Regions from separate parts of the Anas platyrhynchos genome. Here region 2 is linked to region 1. The links are chromatin contacts, called in public Hi-C maps. All regions are on one chromosome and are shown on one strand. The core of a region is the stretch at or near the end of the contact, and the rest is flanking DNA. Distances in the headings are between cores, read along the strand shown.

Region 1 (6,456 bases), core at 1,320-3,819:
AAGGGGGGGATTTTTTTTTTTTTAAATCGATAGCTAATATTTGGTATGTAAATGCTAAAGCCTTGAAAGTGTATGTTGTTTTTCAAAGAGACAAAGGCAAAACCACTTATTGCACTGTTTATTTTTAGAGAACACTTCTAAGGCGAGCCACTCCACACCCTGGAGAATTAAAGAACATGAAAAAGACAGTGGAGAATTTACGGAATGATATGAATGCTGCTAAAGGACTGGATTCAAACAAAAACGAGGTCAATAATGCCATTGACAGAGTGACCACTTCTGTGTAGAATTTCATCTCCAGGTTTTACCTCCTGTGTCTTCCCCTGCTGTTGAAACGTTCCTGTCGTCTCCTGGGACCTCACTGAACCCCTTTTTTGTTTTTAACCAGAACCTGATTCATCATCTCCATATATGTGAAAAGTGCTGCCCACTGGAAGAAAGTGCCTTATTTCATCCAGGCAGTGAACCAATAATTTCCAAATCAATATTGTAATTTTAATAGTACTACGCTTTTTAAAGTATAATACACTACTGTATGCAGAATACAATATTTTTGTCTTAAACACAGGGGAAATAATGCTCTTCATTTCCAGAGTGCTGGGATATCTTTTTCCCAGTGGCTGGATGTGCTGGTGAGAAATTTAGTTTTGTGGAAAAGATACAATTTTTTTTATTTTTTTGGCAGCTCAGATGGTGTAAATTTTAAAATTTTGTATAGGACTTTCATAACAAAACGATGTATTTCATTTTTAAGAGAAAATTTATCTTGAGCGGTACATATTTTAGTATTTGTGGAAGAGAACAAGTTTCATGGACAACTGTACTCATTTGTTTGTACCACCCATTGTGCCTTATTGTGTCTTATATGTCATACTAGTCTTAAATATAGAAATCCTTGAAGAAAGTGAGTAGATCTGAACTTGGTCTTCTGTTTTAGATACGTTTTTCTTTTCAGACAGTAATTTGTTGAGATTTTTACAAAACAGAATTTACGTTTATGTCATGGGATTTTAGTTCGTGAAACACAAATGTTAGTTTTGTTGTGTACGGAATTAAGATTAAAATGACCAAACTGCTATTGTTTATTACATAATGCACTCACACTTTAACTTAGTTGTAAGGAAACATCTTGTTTTGGATGCAATGTTGCATTGCAGTCACTAGAAATTCATGCTTCCATTGTTGTTTTTAAACGTGCCATCTGTAAAATAACTTGAAAAACAGCACGATAGACTTTCAGAAGCACAGTATGAAACTAGTTTTATGTATTACGCAAGAAAGCATGATTCTTTAAAGTGCTTTGGTGGTTTTATATACTTATATAAAACCATAATAAAAAAATCTTTAAAAGCTTCGGTATATTTATTGTATCATTAAAACAGCAATTAAAGTATGTATGGATTAATACTAGAATTTACAATCATTGTTACTGTGTTGCACTTAGAGTGGTCCAATGCTGATTTCAAGGTCTTATTATATCTGTGGGTTCTGGTTTGTTTACAAAGGTAAGTATGAACTGAGCTGATTCAGTAAATAACAATTTTACAAAAGGCTGATAAAGACTGATTTTTGGTGTCTATGGGGTTCTGTGTGTGCCGTGAACTAACAAAGATCTCTGACTTGTTCATCATGGGAACTTGAGCAGTCTGAGTTCAGAGCAAAGATTTGACGTGTTTTGTGTGAACTAATGCAACGAACCCAAATTTCAACAAAATGGAAGACAGGACAACATCTGCATGTATGGCTAGCCGCATCCCTTCTTCTGCCAGACATTTCTTCTAGCAAGTGTTGGTTGCATAGAGTTTTGGGGAGAAGATGGGAAAGGAGGAAATCGAGGGAGTCACGATAACTTCTGTGTTAAAATTAACAACCTGTAGTGTTTGATAATTTTTGTAATTTAACTTCATAACTTTTAAGTTGAGGCTTTTACAAACATCATTACTTTCTTTTTGAAATCAAGCAGGGTATCAAGGTATTGCAAGCCATCTCCAAATATTCAAATCTAAACTGGCAAAATATATTAGATTTTTCATTATTTCTTCTCACCTCAGTCATTCCTCATTTACACTTTGAGGCTTGAGCTTTTGGCAGGAGCTGCTGTGGTTTGATAGGTGTTAGGTTAGTTCAGGCAGGGACAGTGCAATTTCGTTCTTCCCAAGGCAGAGTTCTGCCACTTGTTCTTGGTAAGCTGCTATTAAAGGAAAATGAGAAAGAAAATGAGGGTTTGGTACAGTTGACTCCAACTTTGAGTAGAACTTTCCTTTTAAAGTAGTTACTGGAATTGGCACATCCAAAAGCTTAAAAAGGATAGGAAACTGTAAGGAGAGTCCAAGTAAACCTCAGCAAATCCATTTAAATGAGAGGGAAATTAGTTCCTAAAAAAAGACAGACCAGAGACAAAGGCAACAAGACTGTGTACTCTGTGGTGACAGCTATAATGTTTTTCATTTAGAGGCTGTGGTTTGTTTTGTTTTTTAGCGTCTGCTCCAGATATAAACAAGAGAGCTCAATCAGCAAGATGAAATGAATGTGTAAAGCTTGGATTTGGGCCTTGCCTAATGCACTGTCAGATGAAAATAATTAACAGCTTGTGTGTACCTACTCCCTCCTGCCGAAGTCGGAATAATCTGTAAACCTTGCAATAGCTTAATGACAAAGCACCTTATCATTATTCTATTCTAAAAATGAGCTTTTTGGTCCCTCTGAGGAGACCTTAGAGTGTAGAAATGAGGCAGTTGGATTAGCTGATCTCTGAAGGCTCCTTCCAGCTGAACTCTTCTAGTAGGCAGTTTCTTTCTGTAGACCCTGGCAGGCTTGTGGAGACTGTGCTGCAATCCAAAAGCTAGCCAGAAGGCAGGCAGCACTTGCTGCGTCAGCTTTGACATAAGTAATTGCTCTGGAATCTTTTTGAGTAGTGGGAGGAATATTAGTTTTGGTTTCTCTGGCGTGTAAGCTACATGTGAAAGGACAGCAGCGAATGGGAAATCCAAACCTGTTGCCAGAAGCTGGCTGGCTAGTCTAGTGTCCCTGTGGTCATCCAAGCCTAAGACAGGTGATGTGAACTTCTTGTTGAAGGTGTTTGCCTCCACTGATTTGTAAGAAAGAGTAAAATGAGCTCCGAATATAATTCAACAGTTGTTTGGCTAGAGGTTAAAGGAGTTGATGTCCACTGAGGCACCATCCTCTAACTGTCCCCTACCTTCTCTCTCCCCCAAAACCTAAACGTTTGAGTGACAGCAGCTTTATCATAAAAGGGGGACTTCCCTGTCACTCAACCTGATCAAAACACCAGTAGCCTAGACCAGTGGTGGTCCCTCTGATCTCTCGAATGGCCTGTATGCGTGCCACTTTATAAGGCATTTTGTACTCTACACAGTGTTGATAAGACTTGTCCTGGCAATTTTAACTGCGTTTTATAGGCAGAAAAAGCTGGCGCTGTTTATTATGCTGAAATTGTCTGTCCTTGAGAGCATGAGCTCTCCCTTCCCAGTCTGTGGCTTTATCTTTCTGATGCTTTGAGGAGCCTGAGTAATGAACACAATTTTGTAAGCATAACTTTTTTTTTTTTTTTTTCCCCTTAAACTTTTTCTGCTTTTTAAAATTGCTTTGCAACTCTTTTGGGAGCTGGTTTATGCAAGGGAAGGAATCCTGCAGTACTTGCATGCTGCTTTATTAGCCGAACAGTTAACGAGGGAAAACCAATTGACCATAGTGGTGGAGTGGGTTTAATATTAACCTGTCAGTTATTACACGCGAGTTGACTTTATTGAAAGGCACAATTGCATAGGCTTAGGAAAGCAGAAGCAGTAGTTGGTGTAGCAACAGATTTTTCCATCCCCTTTTTCTTGCCCCAGGCATTTTCCACAGTTTCCATATAATTTATATGTCACGATTATTTTTCTGGCTCGCATTCCATATTTTTGATAATTGGTGTATTGTTGTAAAGCGAGTGCTGGAAACTTGCATACCGATGTTTTTTTCCAGGAAATGACTTGCCTGTGTCCAGGACGAGCTGATCAGACTGTTTTTTGTCTAATGGGAACAGTACTTTACCACTGCTGGGCGAGCCATTTGTAGCTGATCAGCTACTTAACACATTTCACTACTTGGTGTTCACAGATTCTGCCATTGGAAGGAGAGTAATGACACTGGGAATTTAATTTTTGTAAAGTAAATTATTTTAATATACTTTAATGGTCAGTTGATATAGCCTGAAAATTGAATACACGGTTATCTGTGAAGACGTACCTCCCTCTGAGACTGGCGTGTGCTCTTTATCATAAATCTCTAGACCTTGTGTTAATGGAGAACTCACTGCCTTTCTTCGCCTTGCATATGGAAAATAAAATTACTTCAATTTTTCAGTTGTCTTGATGAGAATGTTTCCCACCTTCGGTTTCTGTCAAACACAGGAGTCGGTTCCCATGCTTAGGCTGAGGTCAGAGAAGATGGGTAAAGGGGACTGGTGTTGGCTATCAGTACATGTTTTGGGTGTTCCCTTCCTCCTGAGCTGTTTGTGACATTTTCAGCGGGATGTCGCCTTCCTCTTTCAATCTGAGCTCAGGAACATATTCAGCTTTGAAACAGCGTGATGAAAAATGTGAGATTTTTGGAGCGGAAAAGCACACACCTGGTTTGAGGGCAGCTTTGTGAGCTGCTTTACAGGAGCCATCTTATCTGCTCTTCTGGTAGGTGTTGGAGACGCTATGCATTTTATCCCTTTTTATTCAGATCTTGTGCTAACAGGATGGCCAGTGCTGGATTCAGCAAGGGCAGAGGGCTCTGAGGAGCTCAGCATGCGTGGCTGGGCTGTGCTGTGCCCGACTGAATCACCATCCCTGGAGGCCTTCAAGAAACATGTAGATGTAGGACCTAGTAGCATGGTTTAGTGGTGGACTTTAGCACTAGGTTAAAGGTGCAATCTTGGAGGTCTTTTCCAACCTGCATGATTGTGTAAACGAGGAGGAAGGATTTGTAGCAGTCTGGTTTCAAATTTGTGACTTGTTCAGGGCGTGCCTGGTGAGAGTGTACCAGCATCAGTATTAACACAGATCCTAAGAGGCCACTTACCTTTATACAGGAAAGGTCCTTGGCTGGTAAGGATGTCATCAGCACTGTCTGTGGGAAGGACTGTAGCTCCTTGGTGATGTTCAGGGAAGGGATATAGGAAACTTCCTTTTCAGTAAATACCAGGAAGTTGAGAACTGATGTTCAGTAACCTTTGACACTTGCTCTCTTAGTGCTGATCTGTTGTTGTCTTTAACTGACACCTCTGGATTTGGAGCTGAAGGCATGATAACAATCAATCAAAACCAACTCTCTGTAGCAGATGAATGCTGACTGTGGTAACTTTCTTCAAAATCCATGGGTGCACGTGCAGCTTGTAGATACCAGCAAGTCATGAGCAGCTTCAATTTCAATTTATAAGCATCCCCAGAATAATGCAGAGGTAGGACTGAATGCTTTGAAGTTAGTTTAGTGTTAGACTAGAACCACCTTCTTTTGGCACTCAAGCAAACTATGGGACTGTACTAGTGATGCAAACAGTTTGATTCTCTCTGATCTTTCCCAATAACTTGCCAGTTTTACCCAAACCCAGAATGAATGAGCTACACTAAACTATTTTGAAATTACTTCTAGCAGATACGATTGTCCTGAATTTCTGGAATATTAAGGGCGCTTGCATAGTGGATGCTTTCAGAACAACCTACAGCATGTTTTTATTTTTAGAATGGTATGTTTAGAAAATTGAAAAATGGATTCTGGCTAGTTAATGCTTGAACATCTAAGTTTAAAGTTATCTATTTACTGCTAGCGAAGTTTCCCTGTACAAGTCTTGCTTCAATAATCTGTCCAGGCAGCTGTTTTGCTGCCTCTTCTCCAGTGAAAGCGTATTCAAGTATGCCTTTGTTTCTGCAGCAATTTGGTTCGCCTTCATTCTTGTTTCATCCGAATCACACAAAGCTCTTTTAGCTCTTTGTACTTTGCAAAGGGAAAGAATCTGAAATAGTTTCCAGTTGGAATACTGAATGTTATGTGTAGCTGTACTTGAAAAGAGTGTTTATATTGTGGGAAATACATCTTTAAAGACGTTTTCTTTCCCATTTTTACTAATTACTTAAGGTGTTTATAGACAAGGATGTGTGTTTGGGGTTTCAAGTTGCAATGCAGTGGCAGGTGTATTGCCATCCATATATTCTGGGTGACGGAAAGCTCTGACAGTTTTACCTTGGGTTGTACTTGCAGGTGGTTACCAGGTTACTGCTGTAAGCATGGTGTTTCCTTGTCACTCTAGGGTTTCAGTATGGTTTTTAAGAAATGTGGGTGGTTTTCATTTCTTCTCTTTTAATATTAGAGTGTTTGGGATTCTTTTTCGTTTGCCAGAATGATTTAAGGTGATATATAGCATTTGCAAACCTTTGTTGCCTGGAGCAAATTCATTCTCTAGAGGATTTA
Region 2 (6,456 bases), core at 1,175-3,674, 70 kb before region 1:
ACTTCTCTGAGCCCTAGGGGGGACAATTGCCCCAAGTAAGAAGTTTGTCAGATACGTGCACATACAAATCCTGGCAACCTGCTGTCCCCTGCTGCTTGCTCACGGAGGCACGTAGGTTCTCCCAAGTGCTGCTAATGAGTCTCCTTATTAGATCACCATTTTCCTTTCTCACCCCTTTTCAAAGACGTCTCACACAAATACTTACCCCAACATGAGGTTGCTTTTCTTCTGGGCAAAGGGGATAGAGAATTGGCCTCGTTTTAGGGAAGGGTTTTTTATTGCTGCTATTTCTCAGCACAAAAGGACAATAGAGACTAGTAACTCATTACACCTCCCAAAGCTGGACGGGTTTATTTACAAGCTGAAGTTCAGGATGATGCTTTCAGCTATGAGAATAGTGTTTCCTCAACAAAGGTGCTGGTTTGCCTCTCAGCCTCCTTGATGCCTGTTTCCATACCATGAGTTTAGCCACAGGCTATATCTTCAGGGCCACTGGTCCAAATGTGATGTCCAAAGCTCCTAAGTATTATATGGTGAAGGGAGAGCTTAACAATATTGAGGCATTTTGTCATCACGCTGTCCCCTGGACTGCCTGACACTCATGAGAAGCATGCAAACACTTTGCTTAATTCTTCAGTGAAGTACCCAGGCTCACCCCACAGTCACTGTCACCCTCCTGTTACTGTCCAGACTTGTCACAGTGAGACCCAGTCATGAGACACATGACAGCATCAGTGACACTTCATGCCAAACTGTGTGTCCATGTCACACCAGAAAGGATCAAGCCCTTTACAAGCCCCAGGGACAACCATTCTGTCCTCGTGTCGGCTTCTGTACCCACCAGCTCCGCACTCCTGCAGTGATTCCCAGAGGAGGGGCATTTTCTTTTGGTCAAGTCCTCTGCTGCACGGCTTCCACTTTGTCCTGCTTCTTTGAAGGGTTTCCCAGAGAGAGAGTCACCGAGGAGCCTCCATGGTCACTGCATTTAGGTTGGTAGTGCCCAACTGACCACCAAGACCCTCTTAGTACTACAGCTGGCTGTTCTTCCTTCCACCTCTGAGATCTTGGGGACAGAGTCCTGGATCCCTGCTTTTGCCAGGCCCTGCGCTGGTGCTCAACACGTTTGTTTGATTTTCTCCTGTCTTCTATGCCCCGTGGTTATCTAATCTCATGGCCAGGGGTTGGGACAGCCTGAGAATGCTGGTGCACACCCACCCTATTTACAAGCACACGTGGACATAGATTTATTGTTATTTATAAGCACACGTGGACACAGATTAGCAGATTTCTTTACATACTTTATTTAGATTTTGGGAGTTTCCATGGATTTTTTTTTTTTAATTACTGAATGTATTGGTTGAAGAAATTCTTGCTTCTGACAGCTCCTTAAGGTACATATGTGTGAAATGTGTTATTATACAATAATGCATATCAGTGGTAACTTTTAAAAAGTTTCTTAGCAATCTGTATAGCAGTCCACAGTCCTAAAATGTCCTTTTAACAACTAAAAGTGTGCAGACCCCTGCGATTCCCACAGAAATTACCCAAGTTTATCTCGCAAGATTTATCCGGTAAGAAGAAAATTGCCCTTTTATGACTGGGTATTCTCAGCAGCATGCAGGGGCAGAGGCTGCTGTGATGAACTTCCCCCTTTGCCCCATTCCTGTATCTGCACGCAGTGATAATTAGGCAAGAAAATCGGAGCATTTCAGAGAAACTCTGACGTCAAATGCCTGTTTCTGAGCGTGTTGTATGTCCCCATGTGGTTCCCCAGACCAGCGCTGGGCAGCCAACTGGCGGGGATGCTCTGGATGTGGGCTGAGGGTTTGGGAAGGGGATTTTAGAATCACAGCATCATAGAGGATGGAGAAGATCTCCAAGATCATCTGGTCAAACCATCCCCTTATGACCAATGTCACCCACTAAGCCATGTCCCTAAGCACCAGGTCCAACCTTTCCTCGAACACCCCCAGGGACGGTGACTCCACCACCTCCCTGGGCAACCCGTCCCAGTGCCTGCCTGCTCTTTCTGAGCAGAAATGTCTCCTCATTTCCCACCTAAACCTCCCCTGGTGCAACTTGAGGCCATTCCCTCTGGTCCTGTCGCTGGTTACCTGTGAGGAGAGGAGACCCCCGGCTCCCCACACCTTCCTCTCAGGTAGCGCTTTCAGGAAGCCCTGAGGATAACAGCATTCAGATAGATATAGATATATGGATATTAATGGCACGGTCTGCCACAGCAGCATTGTCCCGTCCCTGCAGTCACCCTGCCCGGCACCCAACCACCGGGGAAAAGCCAAACGCGACCGCGACCCCCGGGCAGGGCAGGGCGGGCTGGGGACCCCCCCGGCAGCACGGCGCGGCCCCGGGGCGGGCCCCGCTGATGTCAGGCGGGACGGGGGAGGGAGGGAAGAGGGAGGGAAGGGAGAGCAGGAGGGAGGGCAGGCAGGGAAGGAGGGGGAGCGGCCGCCGTGTTCCGGGTCAGGCGCGGGAATGCGCGGCGGCCGCCAGCAGCGCTGCGCCCGGCGCCCCGCGATGCCCCTGCGGGGACGGCAGCGGCCCGGCGCCGAGCACTGAGGGGGGGGCGGCCGCTCCCGGCTCCTCGCTCCCTGCTCCGCGGCTCTCTCGGCCGTCCCCTTTCTGCCAGCCTCCGGCGGCCGCCTCGCTCGCCCCGGGGGCCCCGCTGCTGGCCGCTGGATGCGGCTTGCCCGCCGCCTCCCCCCCGGCGGGGCGTCGCGGCGATGTTTCACTGCATCCCCCTGTGGCGCTGCAACCGCCATGTGGAGTCCATCGACAAGCGGCACTGCTCGCTGGCCGCCGTGCCCGAGGAGATCTACCGCTACAGCCGCAGCCTGGAGGAGCTGCTGCTGGACGCCAACCAGCTCCGGGAGCTGCCCAAGGTGAGCGGGGCGAGCAGACGACCCCCCGGTAATCCCCCCGGGGGTGTTCGGGGCTTTGGGGGTGCGGGCAGGTGCCCGGGGGCAGCGCGGGGCGGGAGGGGGCAGCGCGGCCATTTCACGCCGGTTGCCGCTCGGCTCGGCCCGGCCCGCCCCAGCCCAAGCGGATCCTTTCACCCCGACCCCATAAAGGAGGGGAATGGAGGCAGCGTAGCCCTCCCCGCTGTAAAACACCCCCTTCGGCAGCCAGCACCGTGCACGTCCCTCTGCACGACTCCCTGAAACTACCTTGCGCCTCTGCCTTCCCATCGCCACAGCCCCCCTTTGCTTGTCAGCGCCTCGCTTCCTCCAAAAAAAAAAAAAAAACCACCACAAAACCCATCCAGATTCCTGTTTATGCAGCTTTCTGATAATAAAAAGCAACGCTTCTCTCAGCCCAGCTTCACGGCGCTTGGGACGTGCAGGCTGGCACCTGGTGGCTTTGCTGGAGAAACTTTATGGCAGGATACCTCAGCGCGATACTCGGCCACCCGGCCGCCACACAGCGCGATCCACGCTGGGCTTGGTAAACCAAGGGCATTTTTCAGAGCTTCCTCTTGAAACTTCAGGCTCCTCGCAAGCCTGTGGCTGGTAACACGAGAGGGGAAGCGTTATCGAGAAGCTGGACCTCGGAGTGTGAAACTCGCCCTGCCGTGGAAGCTGAGCAGCCGAACTTGGTAGCCAGAAACACGCTCAAAAGCACCCTTGTTTCTGCCTGAACCAAAGTTGGTCTGTTCACGCTAAAACTTAAACAGCATTACTTTTTTTTTTCTTTTTTCCACACTCATTACTCTTACGTAAACTTCTTCTCACGTAAGGAGAGTAAGTATGAGGAAGAAGTCCTTGCGCAGGCAGCAGTAAAGATGTTTAGTTGAAATGACTTATTATGTATTTGGCTTTTTCTTCTGAAAAACCCAGAAACAGGTTTGTGCCTTGTTGTGACTGGGCTCTTTATCCTTCTGAAGTAGAGCAAAACTGGTTTACATAGCCTCAGTGTGGGTGCTATTTTTACTTCCAGCAATTTCTGCTGGCTTTGTGCACAGGCTAGGCGCATGAGCCTTTTTTTTTTTTTTTTTTTTTTTTTGTGTACTGGACTTTTTTCATAGTGCTGGCTTTCAAGCTTGTACCCTTTTTATTATAGGAGTACTGAATGTGTGTGGTTTCAATCCCACTGTGAACCATGGCTCTCCCTTTGAAAAAGAAACCAAGCCCCCCAAACTGGTGGCTGTGTACAAATGTAAATGATGAATGCGGATATGTCTGTTGGTGGTGGTATTACATACAATTTATTCCTGAAAACAGACTGCAGCTATTCATTGTTTCTCTTCTTCCTTGAACTGTAACTTACGAAGTGGCCTTTTTTGTCCCGTGATGACTGAAGAAGACCACTTCTTCCCATTACTTAAATATATGTGCATATTGGTCCCATACATGTGAAAAACAAACAAACAAACTGGAGGGGGGACCAGAGCATTGTAGTAGAATCAAGGAAATAAAGTTGGAGATTTTTTTTCTTACGTGCATGGATCACATTACAGTAGTGCCTAAATATACTGTAGGAATATGTTTGTGGGGTTTTGGCTGTGGTAGGAGGAATCCAGTGAAATACATTCTGCCTTCTCTACAGCATAGGAAGGCATTTTTATTAGGGCTTTCTGCAGTGACCTATGAACTTTCCTCATCAGTTCCTTATTAGTGGTTTCTGATAAGTGGAATGTAGTGCCTTCACCTCGGATAAATGTTGACTCTGTAGGTGTTTCAGGTACAAAAATTACAGCTGCAGTCCTGGATGTGATACCAATCTACTGAAGCTGGAAGCAGATGGGAAGAACCTCGCGTGAAATTTCTGCTACAAAATTCTCCTATAGGAACCTGGCTCGGGAGAATAATGGAAGATTTTTCTTTGAAAGTTAGCTACAGGATAAACTGTTGGTTCTCTGTATTAGAAGGTTAGTGTGATGAAAAGTGCAGAACTGGAAATATGTGCGAAAAGCAGGGACACACCATGCCTCCTGCACAGCAAACACTGGGGAAATCATGAGGGTGTGTAATTAACAAACTGTTAGGTCAGCATACATCTTAGTAGTCATGAGGCCCTTAATCTCCTGCGGTGCATTATAATGGTCTTACCTTGCTTAAGTTTCCTATCTATGTGGATAAAGGCAGCAAGGCAAAATGAAGCCATGATTAGGCTCAGTTTGGTCCTTAGCAGGTCCGGAGACTTGTTTAACTCTCAGTGACTTGCTCGTTAGACAGATTCCCATACTTGACAAAGTCCTGAAGTTCACAGCGATCTGTGCTGATTCCCAGTGAATCATCTGCAGACTGCTGATGCCGTCCGTGATGTATTCCGTAACACCAGTGAGACATTTGTGTTGCTGAGATGTTCATGATCATCCTCAGGAAGTTTCTGCTCACCGTGAAATAACGAGGAAGAATCACTCTGTAGGCTGTTTGACTCACAGTGGAGGTTACAATAGCGGAATGAATGAGCAAAACCGTAACTGCTGCCCTGCTCTTCATTCTGTGCTTTGGTAGTTTAGACCTCATCTTCCTAATGTGGGGAGGAGCGCTCTGAAATGGCTGTTACAGCAGGCAGGAGGTCTTGTGAATATTCCTCTGGAGCCAAGTAGGTATCAGTGAGATCTTTTCCAAGCTTGGCCATGCAGCAGCTCCGAAACATTGATGCCTGTTTTATCTCTAGACATCTGCTTTCCTTCCACTTGTGCTTTTTTTTTTGCCCCTTAGAGCTTTCCAAGGCAGATAAATATCAGCGCGTGGCACATTGGAATAGATGGACTTTCTGTGTTTGTTTCCTTCCCGTGGTATGTACCAACAGAGTCTACTACAGGAGGGTGTAATAACTGCTGGAAGGCTCTGCTGGTTGCTCTCAGGTTGATGGGGCAGCTTGTTTTGGATGCACAAACTTCCCCCTTCTCACTTGTTTCTCCCTGACCCCACCTGTGTTAAGTACCAGCTTTGGTTGGTTGGTTATACAGTGAAAAGAATACTCTACAGTATGCCCTAAACCCCCTGTTTTGAGGTACAGAAGCAGTCTGAGGCTTGTTTAATGTGCAATATTTGCTAACATGCATAGTACTATTCTTGCAGGGCAGCAGGGCATGGCACAAGCTAAGATCCTATGCAAAACAAACAAAAAATAATAATAATAAAAAAAATAAACTCAAAAATCCCCAAAAAGACAGAAAACAACTTTAAAAAGTGCTATAGGGTCATGATTGGAAAAGACCAGCAGAAAAACTCAGCAACACTGCTGCATTATGAGAGTCATCTGAGCTATCCCTAGGAGAGGAGAAACAGGAAATAGTCTTGAATTTTGAAAGAATTACTTTGTTGGGTTTATTTCTGTTGTGTTGGCTGGCCAAAGCGTGTGGTAGAAGCCTTCACTTGTTTGTGAGGGGACAAGAAGGGTTGATCTGGAAAACATTTGCAAAAGTGATGTCCAAGAAGAGATGTCTCTGCTCCTCGTTATTTCCATTCCTCACCTTGTTGTCTCCTT

What was found. A called contact is a pair of places that touch in the nucleus more often than the background predicts.
Region 2: a Hi-C map of F5 follicle shows a contact between it and region 1, with 2.2 times the contacts expected there. The contact joins the promoter of LRRC1 here to the enhancer-like site in region 1. A contact is called at or near these places in 3 of 8 Hi-C or Micro-C datasets (F5 follicle, small yellow follicle and subcutaneous adipose tissue).

What each region holds. Positions count from the first base shown.
Region 1 is chr3:95,971,979-95,978,434 of IASCAAS_PekinDuck_T2T, reverse strand. It overlaps LRRC1 (leucine rich repeat containing 1), which reads left to right. Exons shown (of 14, transcript XM_027455099.3): 14 at 129-1,413. The coding sequence ends at 287. Among named protein-coding and RNA genes, the nearest start is that of MLIP, 29 kb to the right of the region's middle. Within about 2 kb of position 2,569, at least 3 of the 8 cell types and tissues checked have an H3K27ac peak or open chromatin away from gene starts, as enhancers often do. A contact at or near this core is called in F5 follicle and small yellow follicle, where this site is marked.
Region 2 is chr3:96,042,139-96,048,594 of IASCAAS_PekinDuck_T2T, reverse strand. It overlaps LRRC1 (leucine rich repeat containing 1), which reads left to right and starts at 2,424. Exons shown (of 14, transcript XM_027455099.3): 1 at 2,424-2,900. The coding sequence starts at 2,742.